3 separate regions of the Zea mays genome follow, and regions 1 and 3 are each linked to region 2. A link is a contact called in public Hi-C data. All regions are on one chromosome and are shown on one strand. The core of a region is the stretch at or near the end of the contact, and the rest is flanking DNA. Distances in the headings are between cores, read along the strand shown.

Region 1 (2,700 bases), core at 162-2,661, 180 kb after region 2:
AGAGGACGGGGCTGACAGGCTGGGCCTGCGGATCTGCGGGAGAGAACGTGCGCGAGCGATGGCACCGACAAGCGGGGCTAGGCTGGCAGAGACAGATGGGGGGGGGGGACGGGCGCGCGAGCGAGTGAGACGACCCCATCAGGTGGGACCCACCGCGCAGAGAGAGGGGTGGGCGAGCGTGGCGTGAGCGGCCTTTTGCTTTTTCTTTTTCTTTCGAATTCTGTTTTCCTTTTTCTTTTTATTTTCTCTTTTGGATTCAAATTCAAATATGTCATAAATTCAAATTAGAACCCCTCAATCATAAGCATATGCATCTGTTTTGTCTAGGTAGGGCGGCACCGAACCCAAGTCCGTCTCATCAGTTCAGCCTCAACTTTGCGGCTTTGCATCCGACTTTGGACTTTAGAGTGCAGCAAACTATCTGTCTATATATATCATTCGGTTCCCCACCTGCTGCTGAGAGGATTTGTGTATATAACACACATTTTTCTTGATCTCCATTCATACTAATAAAAAAGACCACCGGATTTTTACAAGCAAGGAAGCCGTGTTGTTTCGTCGGTGCAGCCCGACGACGCGGACGTATCGTGTCGTTGCCCCACGCCACCTAAACACGCTAGGAAGAGCTGTCAGAGCATCTCCAAGAGAGGCTCTAAACATGGTCCTATTTTAAATATAGGGCTCAAAACCATAAAACATTCTTCCAACAGCGGCCCTATTTTATAAAATTTCATCAAATGGTTATAGGGCTCGGTCTCTCGGGTCCTAAATATAGTACCCATATACTGGAGCCCTATCCTCATTTCCACTTAATCTCCAACCATTTATTTCCTAATATCATGATTTATTTCCTAAATAGCATTATTTAAGGCCTGACTATTGGAGTAAACATTTCTTTTGAGACCCTAAACATTCTAAATATGGTCCTATTTCAAATTTTAGGACTCTATTTTAGAGTTTGTTGTTGGAGATGCTCTCACACAGTCACACTTGCAACCAGCTGGTCGGATCAGTCTCTCCAATTAAATTCCTTCTAGGTTTCGGTTCTCGCCTTTGCTAGTTGCTACCACCACACAGCAGGCTCCAAGATTCTGACCTGTTTAGATTTTTTGTCTTCCAAATCTGTCACCATGTATGCATTGTACTGTGCTGGCGTCGTTGGTTTCTCGTTGATATACCAAATCAAATAAAGGAATATAATGACCTTATTAATTAACTAGTTGAACAATGGTCAAACCAACGCGTGCAATGACCTTAATTATTTGCTAGCTGTAATAATAACTACTCGCTGGCGCTGGAGGATCTATGAGCTGTGTGACGTCACGCGTCCTCTGCTCTGCAGCTTCTTCTCCTCTTCCTTGCTTGCTTGCTCTTGGTCCACGGCGACCTCCTCTGGCCGAGCAAAGGAAGCAGACCTGTTCCCACTTCCTCGCATCTAAACCCACGTCACCAACCCCGACCGAACCTCCTCCTCTCTCTCTCTCTGCTCCACCTCCGTTCGTCCGACTCCGACCGCAGCCCAACTCCTGCTGACTTCAACATCCATTCCCCCGCCATTCGCGCCAGGATTACTCCATCTCTACTTCTACTACTTGTTGCTGATCCCTCCTCCCCCTCCCACCACCACCCTCCGCCGCCGGACCCTCATCAGCCAACAACAATAATGGCGTCGATCCGCCGGCCGCACTCGCCCGCCAAGCAGCACCTGCTGCGCCACCACCACCCCTTCGCCACGTCCTCCCCGCCCTCCTCGCCGCTCCGCCACTCCTCGACATCCTCCTCCCCACGCACCCACCACCACCTCCACCACCCGCACCCCTTCCTCTTCTTCACGCGCCGCCCGCTCCCGCGCTTCGCCGCCTTCTTCCTCCTCGGCTCCTTCCTCGGCCTCCTCCACTTCCTCTCCCACCTCCCCCACCAGACCCCGCACCTCCGCCCGGCGTCCTCCAGCCCCGCCGTCATCCCACGCCACCAGCTCCCCATCGACCGCCTTAACAACCACCACCACCACCACCACGACGACGACGACGACGAAAGCAACAGCAAGCTGCTCGTCGTCGTCACGCCCACGCGCGCGCGCGCCGCGCAGGCGTACTACCTCAGCCGGCTGGGCCACACGCTGCGCCTCGTCCACCCGCCCCTGCTCTGGCTCGTCGTCGAGGCCGGCGACCCCACGCCCGAGGCCGCCGCCGCGCTGCGGGGGACCACCGTCATGCACCGCTACGTCGGCTGCTGCGACAAGCTCAACGCATCCGCCTCCGCCTCCGACGACGCGCTCCGCTTCCGCCCGCACCAGATGAACGCCGCGCTCGAGCTCCTCGAGAACCACCGCATCGACGCCATTGTCTATTTCGCCGACGAGGAGGGCGTCTACTCCCTCGACCTCTTCAAACGTCTGCGCCAAGTCAGGTACTGCTTCCATTCCTTCCTTCCTTGCTCATCTTCTTCTTCTCCAATCTTCCCCCTCCACAGTCGGCCAGTCACCCCATCACCTGTTGAATTGAAGGTCCCATCTTAATTTGATGATGAATACATTCCTACTAGTGCCAATATTTATGGGTACCTTAATGTTTTGCGGTTGCCCTTATCCAACACGATTGCATTCAGCCTCTGGAATTCTTTCCGATTGCAAAGGGAGTCTGCTGTCTAATTTAGGGTCACCTTTTCCTGTTATATGCTGTCTGAATCGACTGAAAAAAC
Region 2 (2,700 bases), core at 90-2,589:
GACCAGAGGAAGAACGTCAGGGCAGTGGAGTTGCTATGACGGCGGACTCCTCCGAAAACGAGGAGGAATACTTGTAACCCGAAGCTTGCAATGACCAGGATCTGTAGCCCCCATTCATTCCACAGGTTCACTAGCTTTCCAGCCTCAATTACTTCGCTCCTCATCATGTCTACATACAGTAACATGGCAAGGAAACAGCAATATTAGCAACTAGATATGTGTGTCTGTGTCGTGTGCATGGAATGTATGCAAAGGACCGAATGGGCAACAGGATGGACTATATGATCATAAGACATTAATAATGGATGCCGATAGCTTATTGCATGCAAATGAGCTGAGAGGATTAGCTCCAGGGATCATAATCTAACTGGCAATAATATACAGAAGGGCAGGAATGGCAACAAAAAAAGAGAGTAAAGGGGCAAAGAACATAGGTGATTACTTGCGAGGGAGTTAAATTGACCAACTTTCTGACAAGAAGGTTTCCTCCAGCTGCAGCTACGATGAGGGCCATGGCTTCAACCTCCTTTGGTTCGACTTCGATACCTGAAGGCGAGCTTGTCTAGGAAGCAGTTGTTCCATATCGCATCAGTGAGCTCTGTACAGTTGATATGGCGCCATTGTTATACTTGTGCTCATGGAGACATATGCAAAGCAGGGTATAAACGAAGAAGTATTTCTCTTTAAAACGGTTAATTACCATTCCTAAAAAAAGCTAATTACTCCAGAGAAATAAAGCATGATCTGCAATGCTTTGTTATGGATTAGCACATGATGACGAAGGAAAATGAAAAGGGTTGCCGGTTGCATGGAATGGATGTGCCCATTGAACTGCTAAAAAAAGTTAGTACTTGTGCCACCTGAATCGATCCAAGCATGAATAAATCACAGCAGCAAGTCCATTTTTAATTTTGATGCGCCAATTGTACACTGAGTAATTGAGTAAAGCAAGGAAGTTTGTGGTGTGACGGCATGTCAGGTAATGTATAGTACTCATCAATCAGTAATGAACAACCCACAATAGCATTAATTAGCAATCCATTTCAGCATGCGTCCATGAAGGAACCAGAGGAAACGAATCTGCTAATCTAAGTCGGGTGGATGCTCACTCGTTGCTGGGACGTTGGCCAGAGGAGGGATGCCGCTTCGGAAGGCGTCCCGGGTGGGTGATTGCCCTCGCGTCGGACGAGGACGAGAGGGCTCGGTCCGTGGACGGCCTGGGCACCACCTGATCAGCAGCGCCGCCGCCGCTGAACTACCCGATGCGGCACCGGCACCGGCAGCGGACTGAGGGACGATAGAGGGCCTGGGATGGTGGAAGTGGAGGCGGCGACAGAACGAGAAAAGGTGGAGGTGGCAGCTGCACGCGCACAACGGAAACGCCCTTCTTTTTTTTCAACCAATTATTGTTATTGTTGTTGTTATTATATATTTCCTCGATTTTCAATGGTTTGCAAAAACATGAAAGTCTTTTTTTTTGTACTTACTGTACTATTATTCGCCACGTGGTTCTCCCTCTGCCTAGCATTTTATCATCAAACTAGAACCTCCTTCCTGGGCAAGGATGTCAACTTTAACTCTTCGTCCTCTTTTCGACTTCAGATAAATGCAGTTCTCGATGCTTCAAAGTTAATTAAGGATTTCTTTATTATCTACAGAAAATACTTTGTTGAGGATAGAAGCATCACTTCGTGAGATGTGCAAAGAGCGAAGCCTACAAAATCACTTCGATAATAGATATTCGCCTCGACTTAAACTAGCTGTTTAGGCTGCGGCGGCTAGGGCTCTCGAGACTCGTAAAGTAAAAAAAAGCTAAAGTATATGAAGCTCACGATGGTTTGACTTGTAAGCCGAGCTAGATTTTCAAGCTCGTTGGTCTAGTGAACCGAGTCGAGCCGGCTCGTTTCGGCTCGCGAGCTCTCCCAAATTAATCAAACTGTAGAATAATGGTGGACTAGTCATATACCCGTGCATTGCTATGGTATATATATGACATAGGATAAATTCTATTTTAATAAAGCATAAATATTTGTTTTTTATTGATTAGGTGGGTGTGAATGTGAAACCAACAATGTGGGTGTGAATGTGAAACCAACAATCAAGGTTTAAACACTCACTTATACATAATTTCATCTTATTTTTTATATAAACTCTCATATTATAGCTATTATAGTAGTAGAGAAGAAATTAGGTAGACGACGTCGATATAGATGACGAACTCGAAACTAGCGAGGACGTCGGCGACGACGCACTCCACTTGTAAGCGGCAACGCGTGCACACGGCGCGCCACCCTTGGCGGTGCCGGTGGTGTAGCCGAGGAGGCTGGCGGTGGAGAGCGTATGGGGGGTCGTGGCCCTATGTCGCGCGTCTAGTTTGTATCTCTATGTTAGTTTGTATCTCTAAGTCGCGTGTCTAGTTTGTATCCACCAGTCAGATTGCTGAGCAGCATGTTCTATTGAAGAACCTGGCGTTGATAAGGTTGCCATCGCAGGTGACATCGTGTTTGACGGAGTTCTGGCAGAAGCCCTTCCGCGTATGGCACCGCTATCACGTCTTGGTTTTGGAAGATTTTTTACTACTCTTTAAAGATGAGAAATATTAGCAGTTGATGTCTTTGACTTTGCTGCAGCGACACGTATCAATAGAATGGTGGTGCGCATAGTCTCGTGCCAATCAATGGTGGAAGTGGAGGTGGCACC
Region 3 (2,700 bases), core at 200-2,699, 130 kb before region 2:
AGTCTGCATCAGCTTTTGGTGGCCTCCCTCGTGCAGCAGATGACACAATGACACATAGAACCTATCAAAAACAAAAGAGAGAGAGAGGGGTAATTTTAACCATAAGGACATGTACAATCTAGCTATTATGTAGTGTTTTTTAAGCACTAGATATACCTGAGAAACTCGTTCATATAATCCAGTATATTCAAATATTGTATTTTATTCACTAAACCCTCAAGACATATCTATGGGTGGAAGTGTATCTTAGACTAGAGAATGATGCCAGAGACGTTCCTCCATCAAAATATGTTTCTTGTGTCTTTTTGCACGTATGTCTTTAAATACTCCTTAAAATATGAATAATTTATGTCGGTTATAAATGCCCTAATAATTCTGATAAATCTAAAGTTGCTATGTTATAAAAGGGTGCTTGGTTCTACCAAATTAAACTTTAGTCTTTGTCACATTGAATATTTAAACGACAATTATGAGTATTAAGTATATAGTCTAATTATAAAAATTAATTACATAGATGAATACTAATTTGTGAGAAAAGTTTATTATGTCTATATTAAATATTCATAATTGATATCTAAATATTCGATGTGACACACATAAAACGGAAATCAAACACCCTCTAAAAAATAGAATGTCAAGGATTCATATTTCATACAGTAAAAACCTAGGATTCCTATTTCCCATTAAAAACCTTAGACATGTAGTTTTAGAATAGATCTCAAAGTTTGGGCCAGACCACTTAAAGTTGCATAGACACGACCTGAAAATAAAAGCCCGAAGCAGGATCCGACACGAAAACGGATTGAACCGGCGCGACCTGAATAACCATGTCGTATTGTGCCTCAAACTTAGACACGACGAGGGACATAGCACGACACGATTAGATGAGCCGTGCTTAGATCAGCACGACACGAAGTGAAAACTAATGTTTAAATGGTTATTTACTGCTCCAACAATGTTGATCTCATCATAAAAGTTATATAAAACATTGATACTTATATTTATCGTAATAGTTTTGAGTCACGTGTCTAGTTATATCAATTTATTTTTAAAGGTTCTTTTTCTCGTATGATTTTTTAATGTATAACAAAATTAGAAATATTTAAAGATGTATTTTTAGATACATATAAGTTTTTTACTCGTGTCTTGCTTGTAGCGACACGGCATGAGCATTACCTGTCATGCTTTAAAGCCGAGTTGAATCTAGCTTTTAATATTTGGACACGATATGGTTTAACCCAAAATTATTCAGTGTCGTGTTAACTAAAAAAAGTTAACCTGAAGCATCGGGCCGTACCGGTGTGGCACGGTCGGCAGCCAAGAAAAAAAAGACTTTTTTTTTTGTACAGGCATCAATGCATCCATGCAGATTCCCAAGTGGAGTTGCGGCGGCTGGTTATCATTTATCATCACCTTCGCCTCACACCTTCCGGCCGCCCATTCCGATCCGATCCCCGGCCGGCCACCTACCACCGGTCAGCCCCATCAATCTCTGAGGCAGCGTCAGCCATCACGCCTCCCTCATCGATCTCCCCGCCGCCGCCGCTGCTAATACCGTGCGTCGGTGACTCAATCCTCTTCTCCAATCCTATACTGCTACCCACTTACACCTGATGTTTTGATTTCTTCTCAGAGATAATGGAGGCCGGCGCCGCCGCTGCTGCCACTGCCATCTACCCTCTGCACCGATGCAAAACCATACACCTGGTTCCTACATCTTACCCTGCCTGCCTGATTTGCTCCTCTTCGCATGCATATGCATCCTCTCTCTCTCACACACACACAACAATTTTTTAGCATATATACTGCTACCCACTTGCTGCTTATTTTCGCATGTACATGAACATCACCATCACATTACGCAGGTGAGGCATGCCCAAGGTGTCCACAACGTGGAAGGCGACACGGATCACAGCGCCTACATGAAACCCGACTTCTTCGACGCGAGCATCACTCCCTTGGGCTGGAACCAGGTAAAGCTAGCTACCCTTTCATTTCCTTGGTCCTGCATATAATTAGTTTTGACCAAATTAAAATATCAGCTTCGATGGCTCTATATGATTCTTTTCTCTGCTTCCATGTTTCGTTGGAGAGAGATCTACTTATTAAAATAATGAAAAATACAGGTTGACCTCCTGCGAGAGCATGTGAAGGAATCTGGGCTTGCAGAAAAGATTGAGCTGGTTATTTGTTCTCCTTTGTCGAGGTACAGTCTTGCATGACCTTTTCTGCGTCCTTGCAATGCTTCACAGATGCGGTGGTGTTCTTCACTGCTGCAGTTGTGTGTGTGTGTGTTTTTTTTTAATTTTAATTTATTCCTTCTTAGAAGAAAAGGGACAAAATATCAGCTACTAGGATATGCTTTGAGTACGTTATTGTCAGAACTAGAGCATCCAAGACAACAGAGATGGACCCACCACCCTCTTCTTTGATTGAGAGTGCATTATTGCAGCTGTCGTATGAACTAAAAGGCCCTCCCTATATTTCGCTATGTTCTAAAGGACCATGCAGACTGCAGTGGGAGTTTTTGGTGGCGAAAGCTGCAGTAATGGTGTGAGTGTGCCTCCACTGATGGTGGAGAATGCTGGACGTCCGGCAGTTTCAAGTTTGAACTGCCCACCATTTCTTGCTGTTGAGGCCTGCAGGGAGCGCTTGGTACGTACGAGTACTTCCTTTTTTTTCCATTTTTTGCTGAAGAAC

Evidence for each region. Hi-C and Micro-C count contacts between places; a contact is called where the count stands out from the background.
Region 1: a Hi-C map of leaf shows a contact between it and region 2, with 4 times the contacts expected there. The contact joins the promoter of LOC100383623 here to the promoter of LOC100383473 in region 2. A contact is called at or near these places in 2 of 25 Hi-C or Micro-C datasets (ear and leaf).
Region 3: a contact with region 2 is called in a Hi-C map of tassel, with 3 times the contacts expected there. The contact joins the promoter of LOC100502385 here to the promoter of LOC100383473 in region 2. A contact is called at or near these places in 2 of 25 Hi-C or Micro-C datasets (ear and tassel).

Annotation. Positions count from the first base shown.
Region 1 is chr10:97,366,340-97,369,039 of Zm-B73-REFERENCE-NAM-5.0, reverse strand. LOC100383623 reads left to right here and starts at 1,411. Exons shown (of 4, transcript NM_001366825.1): 1 at 1,411-2,409. The coding sequence starts at 1,664.
Region 2 is chr10:97,545,953-97,548,652 of Zm-B73-REFERENCE-NAM-5.0, reverse strand. It overlaps LOC100383473 (putative protein of unknown function (DUF594) domain family protein), which reads right to left and starts at 1,339. Exons shown (of 4, transcript NM_001176121.1): 1 at 1,110-1,339; 2 at 443-598; 3 at 1-169. The coding sequence starts at 167.
Region 3 is chr10:97,674,800-97,677,499 of Zm-B73-REFERENCE-NAM-5.0, reverse strand. It overlaps LOC100502385 (Phosphoglycerate mutase-like protein), which reads left to right and starts at 1,449. Exons shown (of 10, transcript NM_001196863.1): 1 at 1,449-1,556; 2 at 1,634-1,707; 3 at 1,866-1,973; 4 at 2,127-2,206; 5 at 2,502-2,655. The coding sequence starts at 1,639.